Linked DNA regions of Gossypium arboreum: regions 1 and 2 are each linked to region 3. A link is a contact called in public Hi-C data. All regions are on one chromosome and are shown on one strand. Each heading gives the region's core, a stretch centred on a gene start, on an enhancer-like site or on the middle of the called end of the contact. The rest is flanking DNA. Distances are from core to core; before and after follow the strand shown. Region 1 holds the start of LOC108484722 (protein STRICTOSIDINE SYNTHASE-LIKE 3). Region 2 holds the start of LOC108486408 (E3 ubiquitin-protein ligase RHF2A-like). Region 3 holds the start of LOC108481609 (putative axial regulator YABBY 2).

Region 1 (2,700 bases), core at 140-2,639, 140 kb after region 3:
ATAATTGATTTTTTATATCTAAAAAATCAAGATATACACTTATTTATTTTTTACTTGATTATTATTATTAATTAACCTTGGTTTTTTATTAATGAAGACGGTTGATGAAGAACAAATTGGGTGAATTACCCAAATATGCTTATTTTTTACCAATATTATCAAATTAGGCCTATTTTGGAGAGAGAAGGAAAGCGCATCTAACTAGACGTGTTTTCCTCCAACTATGTCGGCTCATTTCTCTAAAGTCCACGAATTTTAGCAGCCATCTTAAATGGACAAGATTTCGTGATTTATCGAGCATTAATAGACCCTCAATAATCCTAAAGATGTATGCTCGAGCATGTTGTTCTCTTTCAACTTCCCTCGATTCCGCATTGAGCTCAACAATATTTCTTTTCAACCAATTCATATCTATCCGGGCTCCAAAAATCTTGTCCAGAACCCTCATTAAAAGTTGTTCACATACATCTCTCCAATCGGCAGCGACAACTGACCCAATCCCTATCGGCCCATCCACCGGTAACCTAAGCTGTAACTGCACATCCTCAAGTGTGATAGTACACCCTTCGCATGGAAAACGGAAACGTGTCTCGGGTCTCCATATTTCCACCAACGCGTTTACATGTGTAGGGTCCAATTTACACCCCCTACCCATACGGGCCAAGTGCAAAAATCTCACATCTCTTAAGTATGGTTCTATTAAAGACAATGGAGGAGCACTCCAAATCTGATCTTCCGGCTAATTATAATAAAAAATAAAAAAATCTTAAATTTCAATATAGCAACAAAATAATTAAATTAAATCAGATTAAAAAAAATCTTACCATTTGCAATTGAACGGTTGAAATGTACTTGCCATCCAAACGAATAAGAGAATTTTTCATTACTAGTTTCAATAAATATGAATAAAAATTGTAATAAAAATTAATTAAAAAACTTAATACAATTTTAATTAAAAAATGAGAGTGAATTGAGAGAATTGAGTAAGAATTAAGAAAGACTTGAAGGAGGATTGAATGAATTGAAAGACAGCTAAGAGTGAATTGAAAAAGTGGGAAATTTGGGGTTTAAATAGAGGAAAATTTGCCTTTAGAATTCAACCAGTTGGGTAGCCATTGCAGGTAAAAATTTGCCTATGCTGATTGAGCAGGAAAGCGCATTTAGCTGGAACTGTTTTCATGCCAAATCTGTTGAAAAGGCGTCCAGCCAGATAAATTTTCTTTTCTTTTTAAAATCGGCCTAATCTGGTAAATTTGAAAAAAAAAATCGCCTAATTCGATAATTTCAAAAAAAAATTACTTTTTGGGTAATTCACCTGAACTTCTTAATATTAACCAACATACAAATGAGCCTAAAAATAAACAAATGAATGTCGGTACCATCCGTCTTGAAACACACTTGAAAATTAAAAGTTGAAACCAAACCTTTAAGTACCCCAACATTGGCATTAATGTCAGTTTCTACCAAGATCCAGACAGCCAGCAAAACTGAGTTCCACCTAAGATAAAGGACTCTGTCAACCTTTAACACAAACAAACAAAAGGGTTGTGTTGTTCCTTTCTTCCTCGGTAAAAAGGCTTAGATTTTTGGGCACCCAAATTTCAAATCAATAAAGGTTGAAGTTTTTTTATTTTTCCTTTTTGCCAGTAAGAGGTTTAAACTTAAGCTGAAAAAGTTAACATTTTGGGCTCCAGGATTTGGTCTTTTTCTTGTTTTTTCTCAAATTTTGTAGCGATGACGCCAGTGGGAATTCTTGGCATTCTGTTTCTGCTGCTGGCACTATACTGTGGGACAGACCCTTTTAAGCACAGTGCAATCTCTGAATTCCCCGACTTTGAGGCTTACAAGGTGGATATGCCTCCATGGGAAATGGTTCCAACGGTTAGGGACAAGGATAATTTGCTTCAGAAATCGGAGATTAAGTTCCTGAACCAGGTTCAAGGCCCTGAGAGCATTGCATTTGACCCTCTTGGCCGTGGTCCTTACACTGGTGTTGCTGATGGTCGCATTGTCTTCTGGGATGGTGAAAAGTGGAATGATTTTGCTCATACTTCCAGCAATAGGTGAGTTTTCAAGTTCGTTTTTTGATGCAGATTGGTAGAAATTTCTATGAACAAAGTGTCAAGTATCATCAGCCTGGGAATTTTTTAACTTTCCATTTGTTCAGTTAATCGTCATGATTGTTTTCTGTAGTAAAGAGGTTACTTGGGTTTGTAGAAAATGGTTCAACACTGAATTTAAAAAACCAGTCAAATGATTTATATCGCTAAAGAAGTGTGCTACTTCAATACAAAAGAGAAGAAACAGTGATTCTTTGAGCTTTCCAGTCTTTGTTTACTCGATGTCGGTAAATTATGGGTTTAGAAGCTTAGAAGTGTTAGCCGCATGGCATATATTTTATATCCATTAATGACACTAGAAAGTTGGCTGGGTTATCCGCTTTGCTACGTGTTTTTTCTTAAGATCTTGTTGGGGAGTTCTGGGAAAATCATTCACCATATTTAATTCTGATTTCAGGTCAGAACTTTGTAATCCAAAGCCATCACCTCTGAGTTACCTACCAAATGAGCATATCTGTGGCAGGCCTTTGGGCCTTCGATTTGATAAGAAAACTGGTGATTTGTACATTGCCGATGCATATTTGGGGTTGCTGAAGGTTGGTCCGGAAGGCGGATTAGCGACATCACTTGTAACAGAGGC
Region 2 (2,700 bases), core at 85-2,584, 190 kb after region 3:
TATTGATGGAGGTTTTACCTCTTTTCTGGCGATATAAAAATGAAATGAATAACGTCCCTTCCATGCTATAAAGTTTATAGTGATGCTGTAGTACTGCTTCAGATCTGACTGCTCGCTAGAGTAGAATGCAGCTTGATTCCACTTAAGCATCGTAAGTACATATCTATACTATTCTGTTATAATTTGTGACTCTCCCTATTTTAAGAATAGGGAAGAGAAGCCCAAAGTTCTAAACAATAAGAGAAGAACAGAAGCTACATTAATCCCCATTGACAAAGGACTGGTTTTATGAGTCTAATCAATTAGAGAATTTTCCTAGCCCAGACTGATTTACAAAAGTATAGTCAAGTTCAAGTTCGCTTGAAAGTACACCAGCAAGGCATCTACGATGAATCTCATAAAATGGATATAGATTACCATTCAAGAATGCACTGAAGATGAAACTCGTGCTTGCAGCAGGTCACCTGTAAGGGATGCAGCGAATAAGTATCAAAGAAATGTCCATTCACATATCAAACAAATAGGAATAAAAAATTTAAGACATACATACCGTGGATGGATCACTTTCACAGAATGCTTCAAGGCATATACTGCAGGCATCATCACAAGCATCCTGAATTCCCCCTTCCACAAAAGCTGCAGCAGAGGTTATATGCGCCTCAGACTTGGTATCTTCCATGTCCTGCAGGGCCAAACACCGAAGTTTCCCATTTTTTATAATGAACATAAGTCCTAGGTACAAAATGGAGCCAACAGTGACCAGAATAGAAATTAGCATCTTGATAAAGACTAAACCTTGGAAACATATATAGTCAACACTGAAGACACTGATACTACACTGATGAGATGCATAAATCAGTTCACTTAGACAAAAGATCAATAAAAGTTAAGCCGTAAAAATATATAATAATTTGATATTTTTGTTTTAAATACAAGAGAAGAATCTCCAAAATCCACAATAAATATTAACCAACTAGTAAAACTCTGACCAACCAAACTCCCCCAGAAAACAAAATCAAAGAAACACATATCATTTACTTTACCACCACTTGAGGGTTGAGAGTTTATAAGTAAAGAAAACCTGCTAATTATCAACCAATATCTTGATCAACAAAACAAAGAAGCCTTTTAGAAGAAAACCCTAGATTTTTTATTTTTTATTTTTTTGAATTTGGGATTGTTTTGGTATTTGGATATTAACAGAGCGGGGTGGTAAAGAAAGAGATGGAGTTGGGCACAATGTAAAGGTAAAGGTAAAGGACCGAAAGCTGGGTCGGTCATCGTATTTTGTTGTTTTCCATTATTTTTTATATTTTTATGCCACAATTCCTACTTATTTTTTCTCCTTTAATATTGTCGTGTTCATAACATATTAACATCTATATTTTTGACACGAGGAAATTATACTATAATATCTTTGACGATTCTTTCCTTACCTGTGTACTAGAGAGGTGTGCATGGGCCGGGTTAGGTCGAATCAGGCTCAGATAAAATTTTAGGCCTATTTTCTAGGTTTGAACTTAGTCTGGACCTGAAAAATAGGCATAAAAATTTGCCTAAACTTGACTTAAAATAAAATTGTTAAGTTCAAGCCCGACTCGGTCTATATTAAATTTTTTTAGCTTATTTCATTAAATAAAAATTTTAAAATATAATAAATAAAATATATTTAAAAACATAAAAACAATAATTAAAACAAGAAACAAATAAAAATTAGACTAAAATAATTCTTAAAACAATACACAAATTGAAAATATAATAAAAGTGATTATATTAAAATTGAAAATAAAATAGAAATATAATTAAAATAAAAAATATATATATTTAGTATATAATTCGGGCCGGGCCGGGCCAGGCCAAACTCCGGCCAAAAAAGATTTATCCGAGGCCCGGCCCGTTTTTTAAATGGGCCTCTTTTTTTGTTCAAACCTATATTTCGGGCCTATATTTTTACCCGAACCCTCACATTTTTTAGGCGAGCCTTTAAGCTGAGCCGAGTAGCCCGGCCCATACACACCTCTATTGTGTACTTTTTTTCTTTTTTTTTTTTGTTCCAACACTACTCACTGCACAATTTACCGACTTATTTCTGATCGGGAAATGGTAAATTTTACCATTTCATATATATCACTGCCCATAGCTATTCTTGTGACGCATGGCATGTATATCTTTAGAAGTGAAGTGTTGCGACTTCAAGAATAGTAGGTTGACATCACCACCTCCAGAATGTCGTAAATTGCATAAATCATTTAGATATTTTGTTACTTGAAATTAATTTTAAATGTAATCAAATTAATTTTTGCAAATTTTGATTTACACAATTTTGGGATTCATTTTGTTATATAAAAACATCTTAATCGATTTAAGTTAAATCTACTCTGCTATCACATTAATGGATAATTGTAATATCAAAATTTCTTCTTACCAAAAAAAAAATAAAATTAACTCCACAGAAAATACTAAGTAAAGAGTGTTTAAGAACAAAATGATAAAGATAACAAAAATGGCAAATAAAACACTCTCCCAAAAGCACACTCATTGTGTAAATAGAGCAGTCTCCAAATAACTTTCATCTCAATTCAAAAATGAGATAGGCAAATCTCCAAAATTAAAATTAAAATATCTCAAAATATTATCTCTTCAATTTTTGGAAGGCGAATAAAATCTGATCAGCTTCAAATATTTTAAATCACAAGATAG
Region 3 (2,700 bases), core at 195-2,694:
ACAGAGGCATGTTTATATATGAATGAAGAAAAAAATAGTTTAGGGGTACCCCATGATTTCTCTCTTGGCCAAGCTCTCTCTCCACAACCTCTTTGTATAAGGAAAGAAAAAAACCCTTTTTGTACTTAAAAGGTCAGACCGACCCCAACCTATGCAACCGATTATATAATAAAGAAGTTGATGATGATATCATCGAATATCGATCATAAATAAAGTGCGTTGTTCCAGTGCTTGGTTAGAAAACAAAAGCAACACTGCCTTAAAGAGGAAAAGATCTTTGAAAAACCATTATTTTAATTTCCAGCTTTGACCAGAAAACATAACCATGAACTTGCATTTAGAGATGACTCTAGTAAATCGGACATGAAATACCATAACCATGAGGTTGAAATGCAGAAAATGAAAGAAACTCGTCTATTTTTTGACTTGTACATTGACCTGGAAGAACCCTAGGCCTAGCCTACCTCTATCTATCTCGGGAAAGTTTTATCACTCACTTGCCCAAGCTTTCATTTACTTGCTCATGAGAGATCAAACTTTGAAAGGGCCGTCCAGAATGCTTTCGCTTCGCTCCAAATACAACACTTGTGCTTGTTTTAGATGGGAATTCTAGATCGTTGCTTTTAGTCATTTTCCAAGTTAAAATCAAGAAAAATCTCACGATCCATCAACCATGAATCATGTAGGTAACGTGGATTTTTTGGGACATTTTCCAGGTTAAATCAAGAAAAATCTCCCACTTTGTTCTTCGAGAAAATAACGAAAACTATTTCAACAAACAGAAACAAGCCAGTCATGGCAAATTCAACTCACTTTTACAGAAAGGAAAGACATTTAAAATAAATAAATAAAGTGAACATAACAAACACGTTGAGAGGTGAAGAAAGAAAGAAATATATTGTAATGGAATTCAGTGCAGTACCGCTAAAATGGTGTTGCAGAAGTTGCAGTGAACATACCAAACACGTTCAGATGTCAAGTCCATTGACATTTTTTCCCCTCTCTTTTGGTTTCTCAATACCTTTTTTCTCCTAACTATATAATGTTCCTCAACAACAAATGAAGGAAAAGAAAAAGAAAGAGTAGCATAAATGGATCAAGGTTGAAGAGGAGAAGAATAGTAACAAGAAAGGGAAGATGGTAGGACGACAAAGAACAAGAAAATTATTGGGTATTGCTTGTATTTTATATGAATCAATTATAGGAGACAGAGGGATTTGAGAAGTGTACAAAAAATATGATATGACAAGTCCAGTCCAATCGGGAGAGAGAAATTAGGAAGAAAGTAGTGAAGTAAATATGGTGGGAAGGAAATGGAAAGAACGGCAAAGAAAGGAAAGGAAGAGAGAGAGAGAGAAAGGGGGTGTTATGATTGATGGAATGAGTGGGTGAAAATCGTCCTGCTTTGAGTAGCGGACGAAGGGGGGGTTGGCGAGGGCGAGGGCGGGGGCGGGGATATATTAATGCTTCCGAATGTTTTAAGCCGAAGTATACAAGAAAATGGGTATTATCTTCAATTTCGAGTTTTAATTCAAAGTACGAAAATAAACTTGAAAATAATTAATAAGAGGATGATTGCAATTGTAAGGTAATTTGTATTTTCAAAGAAAAGATATAGCTTCTAATTTTAGAGATGATATTGTTGGGAGGGATAAGCATAAATCTTAAATATGAATTGTAAAATGAATATATTAAATATATAAAAAAGTTTAAAAATAATTAATAAATGGTTAGGTGCAATGATAAGATAAATTATATTTGTAAGGGAGAATCTAGGTTTGAACTTTAAAAATAACATTGTTGGGAGGAGTAATCACAAAAATTCCAAACACGATATGAATAATATAAAAAATCTCAAAATAATCGTAAAGATAAATAGTCTTCAAAAGTAGGTAATACTTAATTTTTATTTATAAAAGTAGTATATACTTTTAAATGTTAAATAAATTTAATATTAAAAATAATGGGCGTTTTACCCAAAAATGTCCTTTAAATAATATAATTACGGAAATGGGCTGTTTATTGCGTTATTTACCGGATTAGGCTGTTTTCCACGAAAACGCGTCCACGTAAGCGCGATTTCGGAGTACATGTCAACAAAACGCTTCCCTGGGGAAGCGCTTTGTCCACATCAACAAAAAGCGCGTCCTTGAGGGTGCGCTTTGTTGACGTGGACAAAGCGCTCCCCTAGGGAAGAGTTTTGCCTTTTTTTAGGGTTAGGGTTTTATTATTTAATTGATTTAGGGTTAGGGTTTTTATAGTTTAAGGTTAGGGTTTTGTAAGGGTTTAGGTTTTTTTGAGTTTTAAGGTTTAAGGGTTTTAGGAAAAAAAATTAATTGAATTGGGGTATAAATTAACTATTAATTTTAAATACTAAATATTAAAATAGAGTTTAGGGTATTAGGGTTAATTGATTAAATTATGGATTGATTTAGGGTTTAGGGTTAATTGATTAAATTTAGGGTTAATTGATACATACAAGAAAAAAATTCTCAAAGATAATATGATTGCAGCATATATACATACTTGCGCTATGTTAAGTTTAGGGTTTCGAGAAAAAACTAATTGAATTAGGATTTAGGGTTTTAAGATTAATTCATTAAATTAACTATTAACTTTAAATACTAAATACTAAATTAGAGTGTATTAGGGTTAATTCATTAAATTAGGGATTAGGGTTTAGTTTTTTAAAATAAATTT

What was found. Hi-C and Micro-C count contacts between places; a contact is called where the count stands out from the background.
Region 1: a Hi-C map of leaf shows a contact between it and region 3, with 3 times the contacts expected there. The contact joins the promoter of LOC108484722 here to the promoter of LOC108481609 in region 3. A contact is called at or near these places in 2 of 5 Hi-C or Micro-C datasets (both in leaf).
Region 2: a contact with region 3 is called in a Hi-C map of leaf, with 4 times the contacts expected there. The contact joins the promoter of LOC108486408 here to the promoter of LOC108481609 in region 3. A contact is called at or near these places in 2 of 5 Hi-C or Micro-C datasets (both in leaf).

What each region holds. Positions count from the first base shown.
Region 1 is chr7:83,583,223-83,585,922 of ASM2569848v2, forward strand. LOC108484722 (protein STRICTOSIDINE SYNTHASE-LIKE 3) reads left to right here and starts at 1,390. Exons shown (of 4, transcript XM_017788625.2): 1 at 1,390-2,063; 2 at 2,518-2,700. The coding sequence starts at 1,735.
Region 2 is chr7:83,629,008-83,631,707 of ASM2569848v2, forward strand. LOC108486408 (E3 ubiquitin-protein ligase RHF2A-like) reads right to left here and starts at 1,335. Exons shown (of 9, transcript XM_017790457.2): 1 at 1,044-1,335; 2 at 551-682; 3 at 418-464. The coding sequence starts at 679.
Region 3 is chr7:83,439,530-83,442,229 of ASM2569848v2, forward strand. LOC108481609 (putative axial regulator YABBY 2) reads right to left here and starts at 1,445. Exons shown (of 6, transcript XM_053030435.1): 1 at 923-1,445. The coding sequence starts at 991.